2 separate regions of the Mus musculus genome follow, and region 1 is linked to region 2. Evidence: chromatin contacts called from public HiChIP or PLAC-seq data. All regions are on one chromosome and are shown on one strand. The core of a region is the stretch at or near the end of the contact, and the rest is flanking DNA. Distances in the headings are between cores, read along the strand shown. Region 1 holds the start of Limd1 (LIM domains containing 1). Region 2 overlaps Lars2 (leucyl-tRNA synthetase, mitochondrial).

Region 1 (3,504 bases), core at 57-2,556, 47 kb before region 2:
CTGTTGGCTTCTCGCTGCTATGGCCACCAATGCCACCGTCCTGGCCACTGATGCCACTTTCAAAAGACCTGCCAGAGCACACTGTGGAGAGCTGTGGCTGGTAAGGGTGATGGTCTCCACAGGATTTGGGCAATGTGGAGTCATTCCCTGGGCAACCAGGCCATCCACTTCCTACACCCAGACTCACGCTGGGGCACCCTTCAGGTTTATCACCCCACTGTGGGCTTGCCAAAGAGAAATTGTCATAATAGTCTCCGTGAGTGAGGCAGGAAGGGTCTTCACAGGAGGGACTCAGGCCGTGTAAAGCAGGTCTCTGGGAACTCACAGGCCCCTCCCTGGAACCACAGTTCTGACTGCCAGGCCTTGCACCATGGGCAGATGGCCTGATCCTCTGCTCCTGAGATGGGTACGAGGGCTGCGCGGCCGCAGTGGTAGTAGCTAATCCAGGTGCCACTGTTGGCACAGCCAGAGGAGGCTTAGCGGCCCCATCTGCAGCCAGCTTGCCGCTCGCACCCTGACGGTTCCCACCGTTGACCGGGCTTCTGCCTGCCCTAGGTAGGGCCTCCTCCTGTAGGAGCTGCTGCTGTTGCTGCTGCTGGAGGTGGATTTTGGCCATCTTGGTCGCGAACACCCTTCGAGTTTCCTCAAATTCTGGGTTGTTGCCAGCACCCTTGTCCACCCGGAAGAGCCCATCCTTGGAGGCCTCATACATGTTCAGGTCCTCGATGAACTTACTGGCCTCAAGGCCCAGATCATCGTATTTATCCATGTTGTAGATCAGTGTCCGGGGCCTAGCCCTGGTTCAAGGTGTGAATGTGGTGGGGGAGATTTGGGTGCTGGCCGAGGTTTCAGGTCCAGCCTAAGGCAGATAAAGATTCCCACCTGCCCAGCAAGAAGGTCATGACTCCAAAACTCACAGTCCAGCCAGAGTTGAGGCCTTCAGGCCAGCGGGGCTAAGTTTACTTTCAGACTTCTTTTCCCCCGGGGAGCGTCCACGTGGGGGCAGAGCAGCCTTCAGCCGTGCCCGGCCTGCTTAGAAAAGTTCTCTTCTCCAAGTCACAAAACCCAAAACAGGCGAAAGAAGACAGAGAACGTCCACAGAAAAAAAGTAAACTCACATCCACGTCGAACAATCGAACTTGCAAACACACCGGGCAGCCCCTGGCCTGGGGCCGGTGGCCGGATCCAGCAGAGCTCACTGCAGCCGCGGCGCGCGGCCCATTGTCCGATGGCGGCGGCCGGCGGCGGGACGCGGAAGTGAGCGCGCGGGTCGTCAGTCCCGGGAGCTCGCTGGCCGGCTGCGCCCGCCCCGGGCCGCGCAGGGGCGCGGGCGGAGGCTCGGAGGGCGGGGCGGGGCGGGGCGGGGCGGAGGCTCGGAGGGCGGGGCGGGGCGGGGCGGGGCGGGGCGGAGGCTCGGAGGGCGGGGCGGGAGCGGGGCGGGGCGGGGCGCCCCCTGCAGGCCAGTGATGCGCACGCCGAGTTTTGGCGTCCCTCTCTGGGCACCGGGAGAGAGTTGCAATTCCCGCAGTACTTTTGCCGCGGACTGTTCAGTTTCCCGCCGCTGCTGGAGAGTCAAGGGTGCGCCAGGCTTCCCTCGGGTCCCCTCGAATGAGAGCATCTGTGTTGGACGTCCTAAGTGTGCCCAGAGAGGCTTGTCGTCCTTACTGGGTTTCTTGAACCCCAAGCAGTTCTCACCACTCCAGGTTGCCATGGCTCTAGATAACACACATAGCTCCTATGAGGTGACTGGGGATAGTTTACGTTTCCCACACAGCCGCCAGCGTGATCTAAAACCAATCCCAGGCCTGTCACTCTTGAACTTGAACCCTCAAGGCTTACTCCGGACTTATTTTGAAATCCCGCCTTCACTTCTACAAACAGGCCTGACTGCCCCGCCTACCCTCCCTCTGATTTGGGACCTTCCCTGCCTGAACTCCCGGTGGATGGAACTTCCTAGTGCCTGCCGAGAGCCTGCTGATCAGCTTCTGGTGTCTCTTCTTTCCTTCCCAGCTAAAATCACCTCCCCGTAAAGTTACCCCCACCCACAACCCCTTTGTTTCCTGCTTGGTTTGAACACTATTTAAATCCAGGGATACTGAAGTCACTGACCTGCAGGCTTTCTCCCATCTAGTTTAAATGTTTCCAGGTCTCTGCTCATACTACCTAATAGATGTAAATGTTATGCAAATAGTTCTCAGCAGTTTTGTTTGGTTTTGTTTTGTTGTCTTTCAGGAATCATGACAAGAAAATGAAATCTGTATGTGTTTAACATAAACACCTTTTCTTTTCCTGAGTATCTTGCCCTTGTTCAGATGTGGAGCTCTAGGTATGGAGGGTCAGCTCCAGCTGTTTATTTGTCTGCATGCCCCTTTTTGGTTGACAGCTAATCAGTTATCCACTTCATTACACCTGTATATGCGCAGGGTTTGGTTGAACATATGTGTCTTGGCAAATCTCTCTAAACTGTGACGAGGAACAAACAAGATAATATATATGGAAGTGCTTATATTCTTATATTCTATAAACACAAAAATGGTTCACTGTCCTGTAGACTCTGAAGGTTCAGGATATTTGTTGAAAATGAAGAGTTCCAGGCTCCAGCCCCAAACTACTAACCCCAGATTTGTGTTTTACGGCATCTGTGGGATGGGAAGACGATTTGCACAATAAAATTTGAAGAGTGAGTACTGCTATAAAGCATTATACTAAAACTAGGTTTTAAAGTTATTTTAGTTTCAAATTATGTGTATATATGGTGTGTGTGTGTGTGTGTGTGTGTGTAGGTGAAAGGGGAAGAGAGAGGTGGGGGAGGAGAGAGGACAGATGTTCTTCTAAGCCAGAGAGAGAATCAGAAACCCCAGAGCTGAAGTCGTAGGTGGCTGTGTGGCGCCCTGTGTAAGTACTGGGAACTGAACTCCAATCCTTTGCAAGGACAGTGTGTGCTCTTTACTGCTGAGCCATCTCTCCAGCCCAGGATTAAATATTTTTATTTTAAAAGAATCTCCTATACCCAGAGCTACAACCCAGTGATAGAACACTCGCTGGGCATACATGAGGGCCTGGGTTCCATCCCCCAACAACTACAGTAATAATAACAGCAGCTTATAAAGATGGCATCCAATATACCATTATGCAAGTGATCCTTAGAAGTGCTGGACATGGGCTGGAGAGATGGGTCAGTACTTAAGAGTACTAGCTGTTATTTTAGAGGACCTGGGTTTGATTCCCAGCATCCACACGGTGGCTCGCCACTGCCACAACACCCTCTTCTGGTCTCTCTAGGTACTGAATGCATGTGACATAGACAAACTTGTGAGCCAAACACCCATACACAATGTTTGAATGTTTTACTGACGCTGTTCAATACTGAAGACACCGAAAAAAAATCCTAATTCTGTGCACATTTATTTAATGCCAAAATTATTTAATATAGGCCACTTTTGTCTGTTTCATGAACTTGAAAACATGTGTTGACTAGTATTTCAAAAGATGTGTTCAGGGCTT
Region 2 (3,664 bases), core at 274-2,773:
CACCCCACCTATCAGGGCTCTAGCATTTATATGCCCTCTGAAAAGTTTCCAGAATTTGAAATGTCACCCAATCACAGAAACTATCTGCAGCTGGCAAAACTATGCCTCTGCTACAGCATGAAGCAAGTCATAGTCAGCTGCTTCTGACAGTCCAAAACAGCCCCACATCCCTACACCTGGGATTAAAATGAAAGTACATTCTTATAAAATTTCTGGTTTCTTTTTTAAAAGAAACAAAAACTCCAAAATTGTTACTACAGGTTCAGTTCAGCACAGCTGGAGTTCACATCCTGCCGAATATACGAAATCAAACAGGAGATAACCTTGTTTAAACACTGAGTGTTTATATAAGGGTCTGTAAACTTTCATTAAACTAAACAGTCTGTAAACAGTCTGTTAACTCAAGTTAAACTTTAGATGTTAACAGCAAATAATCTGGAGTGAGCAATCATCTTCCCCAGGAAGAGTCAGCTACAGTCACCTAAGAAGCTAAAAATTCTTTGAAAAGATCATTTCTCAAGCAAGATTCTCAAATGAAGTTTTCTAGGGTTGGCTAAGGAACTTCTAGGTCTTGAAGAAGATGAGTCTTTTGTTCTGAGAAACCAAGCAGAGCTACAAGGCTGCTGGGGCGAGGGAGAGCGGAAGGGTGAGCTGGGATAGGACTCTGTAAGAGCGTGTCTCATCACACCAATCTCAGGGGCTTGACTCACAAGTAAGTAAATTTCAGGCACAGGCCAGGGCACCAACCTCAGCAGATCCACTCAGTCTCTCTGTGCCATCGGGTGAAGCTTCAATGACCTCAGAGTAGGGTAGGCCCAGAGCTTGGGCCAGTCTGGTGTCCTCTGAGCTGGTGCTGGGGATTCCTGTTCAGAGATGAAAAATACAAAACGTCAACTCCTCTTAAGTGCTCAAAACAAAGAATCATGCAACAGTGACACACAGCGTTAGCTTCTTAAGGTCCCTTTTAACTCAGAAGACAGAAAGCCACATCAAACTCACTGGATAATGGGACAGAGTCTTAGAGAACCTGGCACCCTAACACAACTGTTTACATTGTTGGACTTATTTTCCTTATATCTTTTTCTCTGGTTTTCCTTCTTCTTAAAAACATAGTTGCAACCCTAAAATCTACCATCTATGCCACGGAAACTATATATTACAAGTATGAGGAGAGCCTCTTGAATAGCCCCCAGTGGCTTCCTGGTGGGAAGCAGTGCTGGCTCCAATGGCATTTTAATTCCCTAGAAGTCTGGAGATTGAAAGCTGGCATTGGAGTCTATGTTGTGTCCCTGAAAACACCAGAGCATTCTGAACAGGCATTTATTCTTCAACCCACACACATCTTCAGGAAATGAGGTGGAGCACAAGAAAATCACCCAGAGGGGTAGAGCCTGCTGTTCTGGCTTCAGCTGAGCACAGAAGCAGGCTTTGGTGGTTGGTTCTCTAGGACAGGGTTCTGAGTGTGGTGCTGCTGACAAAATGGGTGGTTCTGAGCATGGTGGCACAGGGAGTATTCTACCCTATCCTGGCTCCTTTCCAGACCACTTCCTCAGTAGGGACAAACAAAAGATCTCTTGGAGTGGGTTGGTCTGATGCTGCTTGTATTCTAATGCTAAATACTGGCTTCTCAAGACCTGGCTTCCCACAAGCAGATTCTCACATACATCAAGTGATGCTATGTGAACATTGCTCCCCAGTAAAAAGCTAGAGCCTGTGATTGGGCAGTGAAGGGAGAAAGGTGGGACTTGAAGATCAAGTGAAGGGGTTGCAGGCAGAGGGAGCAGAAGACGGGTGGGGGTGGGTGGGGGGGTGGGGGGGTGGGGTGGAGGAGGCTGCCATGAAAGGAGATGGACCATGAGCATGTGGCCAGGGGATACAGCATGTGAAGAGGACATACAACTGGAGAATAAGTTAGGATAGCTCCAAACCTGCCCAATCTAGGCTTGTAAATAAAATACCGGGATCGTGTGTCTTTTATACAGGCTAGCTAGGACTATATATTCATTTCACAATCTCCCAAATTGGTCAAATGTCTCCTGGTGCTGACACCTCTCTCATGGAAAATGTTAAAACATACATGTGGAAGGTCAAACAAGAAGGCTAAGCCAAACAAAACAGTTCCAGAGGGGTGCCTTCAGGTGCAGAGGGCTGACAGTTCTATAGTAGTGCAAGCTGCGTGTTTTGTTGAGGTGCAGTGTGTGAAGGTTGTGTTGGTATTATTCAAGTCTGTACCAGCAGAGAGCTGAGTAATGACCAGATTTTAGTACTGCCATTCTTATGAGAGAGGGTCTCTGGGAGAGGCAGCAGGGATACAGGAAGATTTGCCAGCAGGGCATGGAGGAGGTTAGACATATGGGGAGTGAGAGAGAGGTAACGGGCCACGTGGTGGGACATGGACTATAAGACTTGGCTTAATTAAGTTAGATGAGCTAGCGGGGAGGTAGCCCAAGCTAAGGCCTAAGCTATAATAAAATTTAATAAGTCCCCGTGTCTTATTAAAATTCAAATTCATTATTATTTAAATGCTTGTGGGTTCAGAAAGTCTGGCAATAGTGTTTCCAACTGCGTTGTGACAGAAAACACAAAATAAAGCGAATGGACTGGACTGGGAGGTACGGACACAGGGCAATAGCAAACACTACCAACAGCAGTTTGTAGTCACAGCAGGGAGTCAAGGGTCATTTGCCAGATTTTGATGTCCTGCTTAGGGTGACTCAATGACACTCCAAAGTAGACACTGAAAGGACTTTAGCCAGCCCAAGGAAGGCAAACATGGCTCTGACAGGCCTTGCCTTTCTCCCCATTCCCTCTGCCTTGATAAAAACCATTAGATTATATTCCTAAAGCTAGCCACTGAAGTCTATGCCCTTATTTGTCCACTTCCTCCTCCTGAGGCTGATTATCAAGGTCCAGCTATCAAAGTATAGAAGTCCAGCAATCAAAAGTCCCCTTTGGAACACCTAATTAACATACCCAATTAAAATTAAACACCTCATCATATCATGGAGTTTCCCCTTTTACCTTTATGGGCCACATCTGTCTGTCTGCTCTCTATCCAGAGCCAGTTCTTTGTGCCCCACTGAGACGAACACCCCCTTCCCTTCTCCCATGTTCCCTTCCCTTTCTCCCTTCTCCTCTGTCTCCTGTCTTTTCTCTTATTCCCTGCCCTTTGTCCCTCTGGGGCAAATAAATCTCTTCTATGCTAAGAACTTGGTCTTGGGTATCCTAAGCCAATACCAGTCCCTTTCAGTAGCCATCACATTTATCTGGCCACATTAAGATTACTTGAAAACGTGATCTATTCTAACTGTGCAGGTGGGATAGTGAAAATTCTGCTTTATTTCTTACTTGTCTCTGCTTCTACCCTTAAAAGGCAAGGAACAGTACTTAGAAAATACCAATTATACAACCGAAGGAAATCAAGACAACGGAAAAAAAAATTCCCCATGCTTACCTAAAAACATCTAAATCCTTCAGAACCATTGTGTCGGTGATTTAGCCCAAAATGTCAAACATCCCTTGTCTGCCCCCAAAAAGCCATATTAAGGTTTTTTTCCACTGTTTACTCTGGCTGCTTAAAACTTCTTACTAATTATAAAATGTATGGTTGTAACAGTCAGACATGACCTGAGTGCTCAGTGCCAGCTTTCTGCTTTGACATCTC

The links. HiChIP or PLAC-seq counts read pairs in DNA pulled down with a chosen protein or histone mark.
Region 1: a contact with region 2 is called in an HNF4G HiChIP or PLAC-seq map of pancreatic cancer cells. The contact joins the promoter of Limd1 here to the enhancer-like site in region 2. A contact is called at or near these places in 15 of 484 Hi-C or Micro-C datasets (the AML12 cell line, CD4 T cells, Sertoli cells and 11 more), 4 of 115 datasets of contacts at active chromatin or transcription factors (the SCID.adh cell line, embryonic fibroblasts, embryonic stem cells and 1 more) and 2 of 9 other capture datasets (adipose tissue and pancreatic islet).

Annotation. Positions count from the first base shown.
Region 1 is chr9:123,476,503-123,480,006 of GRCm38.p6, reverse strand. Limd1 (LIM domains containing 1) reads right to left here and starts at 1,306. Exons shown (of 8, transcript NM_013860.2): 1 at 1-1,306. The coding sequence starts at 769.
Region 2 is chr9:123,429,085-123,432,748 of GRCm38.p6, reverse strand. It overlaps Lars2 (leucyl-tRNA synthetase, mitochondrial), which reads right to left. Exons shown (of 21, transcript NM_153168.3): 11 at 748-863. Among named protein-coding and RNA genes, the nearest start is that of Gm40586, 33 kb to the left of the region's middle. Within about 2 kb of position 1,523, at least 36 of the 459 cell types and tissues checked have an H3K27ac peak or open chromatin away from gene starts, as enhancers often do. A contact at or near this core is called in pancreatic cancer cells, where this site is marked.